Linked DNA regions of Zea mays: all the other regions are linked to region 3. Evidence: chromatin contacts called from public Hi-C data. All regions are on one chromosome and are shown on one strand. The core of a region is the stretch at or near the end of the contact, and the rest is flanking DNA. Distances in the headings are between cores, read along the strand shown. Region 1 holds the start of LOC542504 (replication licensing factor MCM7 homologue). Region 2 holds the start of LOC100282809. Region 3 holds the start of LOC109939366.

Evidence for each region. A called contact is a pair of places that touch in the nucleus more often than the background predicts.
Region 1: a Hi-C map of ear shows a contact between it and region 3, with 4 times the contacts expected there. The contact joins the promoter of LOC542504 here to the promoter of LOC109939366 in region 3. A contact is called at or near these places in 5 of 25 Hi-C or Micro-C datasets (ear, leaf and tassel).
Region 2: a contact with region 3 is called in a Hi-C map of leaf, with 4 times the contacts expected there. The contact joins the promoter of LOC100282809 here to the promoter of LOC109939366 in region 3. A contact is called at or near these places in 9 of 25 Hi-C or Micro-C datasets (ear, leaf, root tip and 1 more).

The regions. Positions count from the first base shown.
Region 1 is chr1:150,575,140-150,578,007 of Zm-B73-REFERENCE-NAM-5.0, reverse strand. It overlaps LOC542504 (replication licensing factor MCM7 homologue), which reads left to right and starts at 1,534. Exons shown (of 15, transcript NM_001112054.2): 1 at 1,534-1,645; 2 at 1,769-1,836; 3 at 1,948-2,007; 4 at 2,121-2,350; 5 at 2,788-2,868. The coding sequence starts at 1,615.
Region 2 is chr1:150,861,516-150,864,282 of Zm-B73-REFERENCE-NAM-5.0, reverse strand. It overlaps LOC100282809, which reads left to right and starts at 1,389. Exons shown (of 9, transcript NM_001412423.1): 1 at 1,389-1,519.
Region 3 is chr1:150,716,254-150,718,953 of Zm-B73-REFERENCE-NAM-5.0, reverse strand. LOC109939366 reads right to left here and starts at 1,339. Exons shown (of 3, transcript XM_020546485.2): 1 at 1,250-1,339. The coding sequence starts at 1,281. It overlaps LOC100273814, which reads left to right and starts at 1,144. Exons shown (of 2, transcript XM_020546492.3): 1 at 1,144-1,508. The coding sequence starts at 1,168.

The sequences.
Region 1 (2,868 bases), core at 285-2,784, 140 kb after region 3:
CGGATACGAGACCGGATACGGATAGTTAAGATTCGGGGCGGGTACAAGACGGGACCGGATAATAATCCGGGCAGGTAAGAAACGGATAACAGATACTATGCGGGTAAGTACCGGATAGTTGTCGGGTAGTTCGTACCGATGACATTAATTGCCCAACCATCCAACAAACACATAAATTAAGCAACACATAATCATGTATATGATAGATCAAATGTAGGAAAGAAACCTATAAAATTAACATCATGCAGTTCAAAGTTACTAATCACAAGGACATTGTGGAACCAACAACAAAATATTAAAAAAATTCGACAGCATGTCTCCTATTTTAGACATAATCTACAAGTCCACAAGTATATAACAGATAGTAGATAGTTGACATTAATTAACATAAAGGAAGAAGTGCAAATAAGAAAATACATTAGGGTAGGAGCATGCCCCTGGCTGGCTTGTGCTTGGAAGTGCAAATTAGAAGTGCAAATACATTAGAAGTGCAAATTCGACAACATGCCCCCTCGGCAGGCTTGCAGGTTGCAGACTTGCAGCCTTGCTCGAGCTAGGGGCTAGGGCCGTCCGTGGGCTTGCAGCTTGCCCTTGCACTGCTGCGTGAGGACTGAGGAATGTGGGTGCGCCTGTGGATGGGCCGCCTATCAAGCAGATTAACAGAAGCAGCAGAGAGTAGGCCCAATCCAGGTACCCGAATGGTACTCGTATCCTACTCGAGATTTTCGGGTACTGACCGGGTATTAGTGATTCCGTATCCTATCCGTATCCGAGGTTCAATATTCGGGTAGTACCCGTATCCGTCCCGACAAACATAAATACCCGTATCCGTATCCGAAATTTTGACTCGTTTTCGTACTCGTATCCGATACCCGTTCTGGGTACCCGTCCCGTTTTCATCTCTAGGGTCAGCCTGCGCATGACCGACACGGCCTCTGCGGACGGAGGCGGCCCTGCGCCGTGTCTAGGCGCCGGCGGACGAGCAGTCCAAGCGTTCCAGCGCTCGCTCGGTGCTGCCAGGCGGCAAACGCACATCGTGCAGCATAAGCATCCCGACCATGTAGGCGCTTGGACACGAGCTGGAGTGGGATATTTATAGACACGGAGGTCGGCGCCGAGATCCATGGCGTCGAGGTCGGCGCCGAGATCACGACGCCGAAGTGCTGCCACGTCAGATCCACGTAGGCGTCGACTCTTACATATACACGCTAAATTAATTGGCGCTGATACGTTGTAGCTCGGTATCAATATTGATGGCGCCGAGCTAAAGGTTCATTTTTGAAATGAAACTGAAAATACGTATTTGTGAAAATAAAACCAAAAAGGCTAAAATGAAAAAAAAGGGAATCATCAGGTACCTCTGGCTTCTCAGCCACAGCGCAGAGCGGCTCGATCAAGGCCCAATCGTGCTTCTAGTAAGCCCACAAAATTTCGGCCCGCTCGAGCTCGGACCAACCCTATTCTTCCCGCCACACCGCCCTCTCCCTTCCCGCCCAAAGCCTCCTCTTTATTCCCTTCTTCCCGCCATCCCCCGAACACTTCGCCGCCCCCCTCCCGCCTCCCGCTGTTCTCTGCCTCCCACCCCCACGCCGCCGTCCCATCACCGCCGCTGGGATGAAGAACCCTGACTTCGCCGCAGACAAAGGTACGTGTTGCTGTGGCAACATCATCCGGAACCTCCTCGAACCGTTTCTTCGTTTGCTCGCGCAAGGTTCTAGAACGTTCTCTGACGGTGCGTTGGTTCTTTGTGTTTGATTTGTCTCTGCAGCGCTCGCCAAGGACTTCCTGTCCAATTTCACCGGCCCTCACGGCGAGCCCAAGTACCTGAACATCCTGGTACCCATGATCGGTTTATCTTCCCCGTGTTCTAGGCTTGCCCCTTCCAGATCGGTTTTTTTCTCTCTCTCTCTCTCGCAATTTCACGCTGATTTCTCTTTCTGCTTGCAGCAAGATGTCGCGAACAGGAAGATACGCGCGGTCCAGATCGAGCTGGACGACCTATTCCACGTACAAACTTCTCACCTCCACAGTGTTCAGTTCCTTTTAGTTTTTTCCCTTTTTCCCAACTTCGCGGGTACAAGATGTGGTTTTGGGTGTAAAATGTTGTTCCTGGTGTGCAGTATAAGGATGTCGACGAGGAGTTCTTGCAGCGTGTCACCGAGAACACGCGGCGCTACATCGGCATCTTCGCGGAGGCCATGGACGAGATCATGCCGGAGCCCACAGAGGCGTACACCGTCGACGAGGACCAGGACATCCTGATGACGCAGCGTGTGGATGAGGGGGCCGACGGCGGCGCGGACGGCACGGACCCGCTACAGAAAATGCCACCAGAGATCAAACGGTTCTTGTAAGTGGCTTTGTCCTAAATTTCTCTGGTGAATGGTGTCCTGTTTTCGGTAATTTGGTTAAAACAAAAGAGATTGGAAACGAGAGAGTATGACATTGCATGTTATGAAGATAAATCATATTACTGCTTGTACTGCATAATTAGATTAGATTTTTCTGCCTCTGATTTTTTTTCTGTAAATCGAAGCATTTCATCTGGTTTGATAGACCATGTCTGGAACATTACAACGGAATATAAAATTTCCTGCAAGCTTATAAGGATATTGAACTGTTATACTACCATATAATATTTCATCCGAATTAAACATTTGCACCTCAGATTTTTGCTAAGATTATTTCTCGAGCTACTTAATTCTGTGCCACAGCTCCAATAATTTTCCTGTCTATCCAATTATGTGCTCTGTTGATTTTAACTGATTTTTTGGGTGGGCATTTTAGTGAGGTTTACATCAAGGCATTCTCAAAGGTGACTCCACTCACCATTCGGCAAGTGAAGGCATCCAACATTGGTCAGCTTGT
Region 2 (2,767 bases), core at 140-2,639, 150 kb before region 3:
GATGCCACGACAGGTGCCCTTGCCCATGCTCCTCTCCTCCTCAATTAAATAAGTACAATCTCGAATGGAACCTAATTAATCTCAAATTTACCAAATCAAAAAACCATATATCTCAATCGATGATCTGACAGCTGTTGCGTTGACACATGGTAGCCTGGCTGCATGGGCCATTGTTTTGGTTGCACCGCTGCATGCCTGCATGGGCACATCACTAGTGTACTGGTATAAATATCCAAATGGGTCGGGCATGCTAGGTGCCATGTGGCCGATACGGTTTAGCTCGGTTCGAGCATGATCACCGTGTCTGTCTCGACCTTAGGTGTGGATATGGACTGATTTTAATTTTTTTAGTTTTTTCTAAAAATATTTATATTATACTTAGTATAGAGTATAAATTATAAAAACATATGTGTTGTGTTGGCTAGGTGGAATGTGAATGTGTGTTTTGAAAATTTTAGTTTTTTTACCATCGGTCCGTAGAAAAGCATGCAAAGGAAGAGGGAGAGCTAACATATGGACACGGGTAGTCCTAAGATTTAGAGGATGAGTGTTCAAATTTTTTAGTAGAGCACAAACTTTTTTGGCAACATAGATCCTAGTCTAGTAGCCTTTACCTTTTAGGCATATATAATTTATTATAGTATTACGTAGAAGTAGTTTCACATCATATAAAGTATATAACACATAACTGAACATACACATTACACAATTAGTAAACTAGATCATAACTAATGCAAGAAAGAATATGTCATAAGATGATATTATTCAATACTCAACATATCAAAGTATTAATTGTTTTACATATCAAGTGGCTAATGACAATATCTTAAATATATAGATAAAGAATATTAAATAGCATAAGAAAACTTACATATTATAAGATAACTTTTTAATCCTTCAGGTTTTGAAATTGAGTGACAATTTTCTCATCCTTACTTGCAAAAAGAACGTTCTTTCAATAAAAATAACCAAGCATACATTTAAGATTAGCGTTCTTGCAGCGATACAGAGCTCCAATAGACATTGGACCTGTCTGTTTCGACTTTTTTCTGACGAGTTTTCCGAGAATGTAGCTGTGAGGAGAATATGACTGTGTAGAGAATCTGAGTATCGTGAGGATTACGTGTGGAGAGAGATGAATATGTTCATAGGGTTTAGGATCTAGAAAGTGACTGAGTCCTACTTTCGTGACGATTCGACTGAATTTTTATTCACATAGTTTTAGATGATTATCATCAAAATAATTCAAATAAAAGTTGACTGAAAACCTAAGTGTTTAGTAGTCAGCCGCCAAAAGCTACCGAGAAGTCGAAACAAACATACCCGTTACTCTGAGAAGCAAGCGACCACCTAAGACATAAAATATGCATCAAAGACGTAAACTATTCATCAAAGGCGTAAACTCGGCGTAGACGGAGACTGCAGACGCCCGGACCACAGGAACACCGAAGTACCGAACACTACCGGCCACACGCTCGAGAATAGGCGGCGGTGCAGGTCCTCCTCCATCTCTGTCGTGGTGAGTTCCCCTCCCCTCTACTGTACCTCTGATCCTTACTTCCTTTCCCGGCGCCTGATCGTACAAAGCTGCGCGCTTGCTCGAGTTTGAAGAAAAACTTAGCCTTTTCGGTTTCCTTGGCCGTTCGGATCTGGCTTCCCCGTCGGCGCCGGCGTGCAGAGTTTGCACGGCGGATCCGTTTCGGTGCGGGTGTAGAGGGCGTGTGCGAGGGCCGAGTGGGTGCGGATGCGGCTGCTGTCTCTTTTTTTTCTGCGGGCCTATTCAGAGAACTATCTGAACAACGCATTTGTTACTGATGTTAATCAACTAGATTGGGGATCCGGCTGCATTTGCCGTTGCCTCTAGATGGCGCAGAGGCATAACCTACATCTTAGTGACATTTTCTGGTCTACTATGTTTTCATGTTGACAAGGGTTTGCATTGCTCATATTCGTGATTCGGATGCCCTTTAGCTCCTTAAGCTGGGGACCAGTGTGTCTCTAAGACTCTAACCTAGCACAAGTTTGTCTGATGTGTGTAATCTTCTAGGTTACCATTATTTTCACATATGGAACCTCTCAGGTAGGTGTTCGTTTGATGATATACATGAGCAGTCACGTAAACTAAATGCGGCAATAGGAAACAATGTACATTGACTGTTATGTGTTCTTCACTGCCCAGTATCTCGATATTCATCCATGACCTGAGTGAACCAAGGATTTTCTTCTTTGCATATGAAATCAACTACTAGGGCATGTTTATGTTCTATTACCTACATAGGTTGGGTCGGGAATCTGGCTGCATTTAATGCTACCTCCAAATGATGCATACTCTAAGCCTATGTTATTGTGAAATGAACCGATAGGAGCTGTTACCTAGTGGATTTCCTGGTCTAGCTACCATACATTCAAGTTGGCTGTTCATCTTGAACTTTATGTTTAAAGCTTTGCAATGTGGATCTTCACGTCTTAATCTTCTTAGACAATTTCCAGTGTGTATGTCATGGAGTTTATAGCCTCTATCCTAGACCATGGACTTCCAATGTGCGGAGGCCCTTTCACTTTATCACATGTTATTAGGTCTTATTAGCTTGCTGTTGCTTTCCATATCCATCTAGCTTCTAGGATACATTATATTTAGGACTAAGCATTGGTGTACATGAGTACACCACACCAGGTGCTGTGGTATGGATGCCGCTTTAGATTGCCTTTTCACTATTCTCTTAATATTAGATTTTTGCATTACTTTCGTGACATCTGAACTTCCATT
Region 3 (2,700 bases), core at 90-2,589:
CATCTACATGTAAGCATCAAATCCAAAAAGACAACAATCATGTAGAATTGATATATAGGTGTACAATCAAGTGTTCATGCAAACAAAATATAAAGGAACTAATAGCAATTACGATCTGCATATTAATACATTATGATCTACATACACTATTTGCATAGAATTATTTACATTACTCAAGTCTAAAAACAATTCAGTAGCGCAAGAAACACAAATTGACAAGAACTGTCGTACATTTGTAAGTCAAGAACCATAAACGATGAGTATGCCGTAGATTTGTAAGTCAAGAACTGATGCTAAGTTCACTAATAAGGAGATTAATTTATAATAGCAATAGCTTGTGGATGAGTATGTCGTAGATTTGATAAAAAAATAAAGGATGCTACACCACCGACACGGCTACACCAGGCACCAGCTACATGGCTAAACAATAAGAACTGCTGTACAAGTTGACAAGAACTTTTCCTTGATGCTGGCCGGCTGTAGCATGGCTCTCTCCCTCTCTCACCTACACGACTACACCAAGCATCAGGCATCAGAAAGGGGTCGGAGAGCTGTTGTCCATGGAGCCTGATCCTGATGCGTCTGCTGGTCACGAGCCTGTGGGGGAAGAGCTCGCCGCGCCGGGCTCACCACGCGGAAGAGAGCAGAGGGGAAGAAGAGAGCAGAGTGGAAAGGAACTCACCGCGCCTGGCTCTTAAGAGCTCGCCGGCTAGCGGGATAAAGGAGGAAAATGAGAGCAGAGGATAGGCGACTCACCGCACCCTGCTGAGCAGCTCGCCGGTCAGCAGGATTGGAGGAAGAGGAGAGCATAGGGGAAGAGGAGAGTAGAGGGGAAAGAGGACTCACCGCGCTGAGGAGCTCGCCGGCCAGCGGGATGAAGGAGGCGGCGCTAGATCTGATGTGGATGAGAAGGGCTCGTGAGGTGCCTTGTCCCGAGAAGAACGATATTATCCGTCTGATTCAGAGGGACGAACATGGACAATATTCTAGTGATAATATTTTTGTAGGGACGGTCTCATCTGAACCTTGACTCCCAACCAAACAGTCTAGTGTGTGGGATCGTCCTGTTCCATCCCGTCCTGACTCGCAACCAAACACATCCTTAATACGCGGCCGGATTTACCCTTAAATCCTGATGTGACGTCTCTGTTTGTGTTTTTCTGAAAAATGCTATATATTTATTTCATCTTCGTGGTTAAGGAATTTTCAATCTTGTGTAAGGGCGAGTTAAGGTTGTGTGCTTTGTTACCTCTGTTTGTTCTCGAAAGCCTGCAAAGACATGGACAGCTCATGCGGTCATGCCTCTTCTCTTCCGTGGCTCTGTGGTCCGTAGTCAGCGCCAGACGCCCAGAGCCCCCGACAAGCACCGGACACTCGCTCGCGAATAGCCTTGGCGGGCCTTTAAAAGGGCGTCCCCGCAAATACGCCACCCCACACGGATCGAAAACGAATTACCCTCGGTGCCCTCCCTCTCGGCGGCGGCGCAAGTCCCCTTCATCTCCGGCGCGGTGAGCTCCCCTTCTTCGTACCCCAGATTCTTACTTCCTTTCCCGGCGCCTGACCCTACACCGCTACGCGCCTGCTCGCGTTTTGGGAAAAAAAACTTACCCTTTCGGTTGCCTTGGCCATTCGGATCTGGCTCCCCCTCGGCGCCGGCGCGCTGGGTTGGCACGGCGAATCTATGTGTCGGTGTCGATGGTGTGCAAGGCGAGCGTGTTAGGTCGCCGTGCAGATAGCTTGGTTTGGCGGAGGATACGGCGGCCGTCTCTGCTTTTGGTTCCTGGGTTGGATCAAGGGACGCAAGGGTCGTCTGCCAATCTGCCATGGAGTTGGGAATGGTAATACTGATCCAATCCGCGGCAAACAGTTCTGGTGTGTTATTGTTATGCACCGGTATATGTTGGCCTGCGATGCAACAAGGATGCTGGTGGCGAAAAAGAAATGGTGGCTGTTGCAGGGAAAATACCGACTAGTCAAATGTATATGCAAAGAGATTTCTTTTGGCGTGTAACAATGTCCTGTACTCAGTTTTTGTGGTCTGATTAGGGATCCAAAGTCAGCAGGGATGGGCTAGAATGCAAATAGGGTATTTTGAATCAACTGCACTGAGATTGCAGTTGATCCTGATGTTAATAAACTGGATTGGGGGTTCTGGCTGCACTTGACTGTTGCCTCTAGAGTTTAGATGGCGCATAGGCAGTTTCTGGTCTACCATGTTTTCATGTTGATGAGGGTTTGCATTGTTCATATTCATCATTTGGATGCAATTCTGCTCCTTAATCTGGGACCAGGGTGCTTCTAACCTAACACAAGTTTGTCTGATGAGTGTAGTCTTCTTGCTTACTAGGTGTTTGTTTCATGATGTACATAAGCACATCACATATCCTGAATGTAGCAATAGGAAAAATGTACATTTACTGTTGTTCTGTGTACTTCACTTCTCAGTATTTCTGTGTTCATCCAAAACCTGAATGGATTGAGGGTTCTATGCTTTGCATAACATAGGAAATTAACTGCTAGACATGGTTTTAAGGGCATGGCTGTGTTGTATTACCTTCCTAGGTTGGGTTGGGAATCAGGTTGCATTTAAAACTACGTCCAAATGATGCATGCTCTAAACCTATATTCTTGTGACATTTTTTTCTCGAAAAGCGCAGGAGAACTGCACTCCAATATATTATAGCAGAAGGGAAGGGGAAA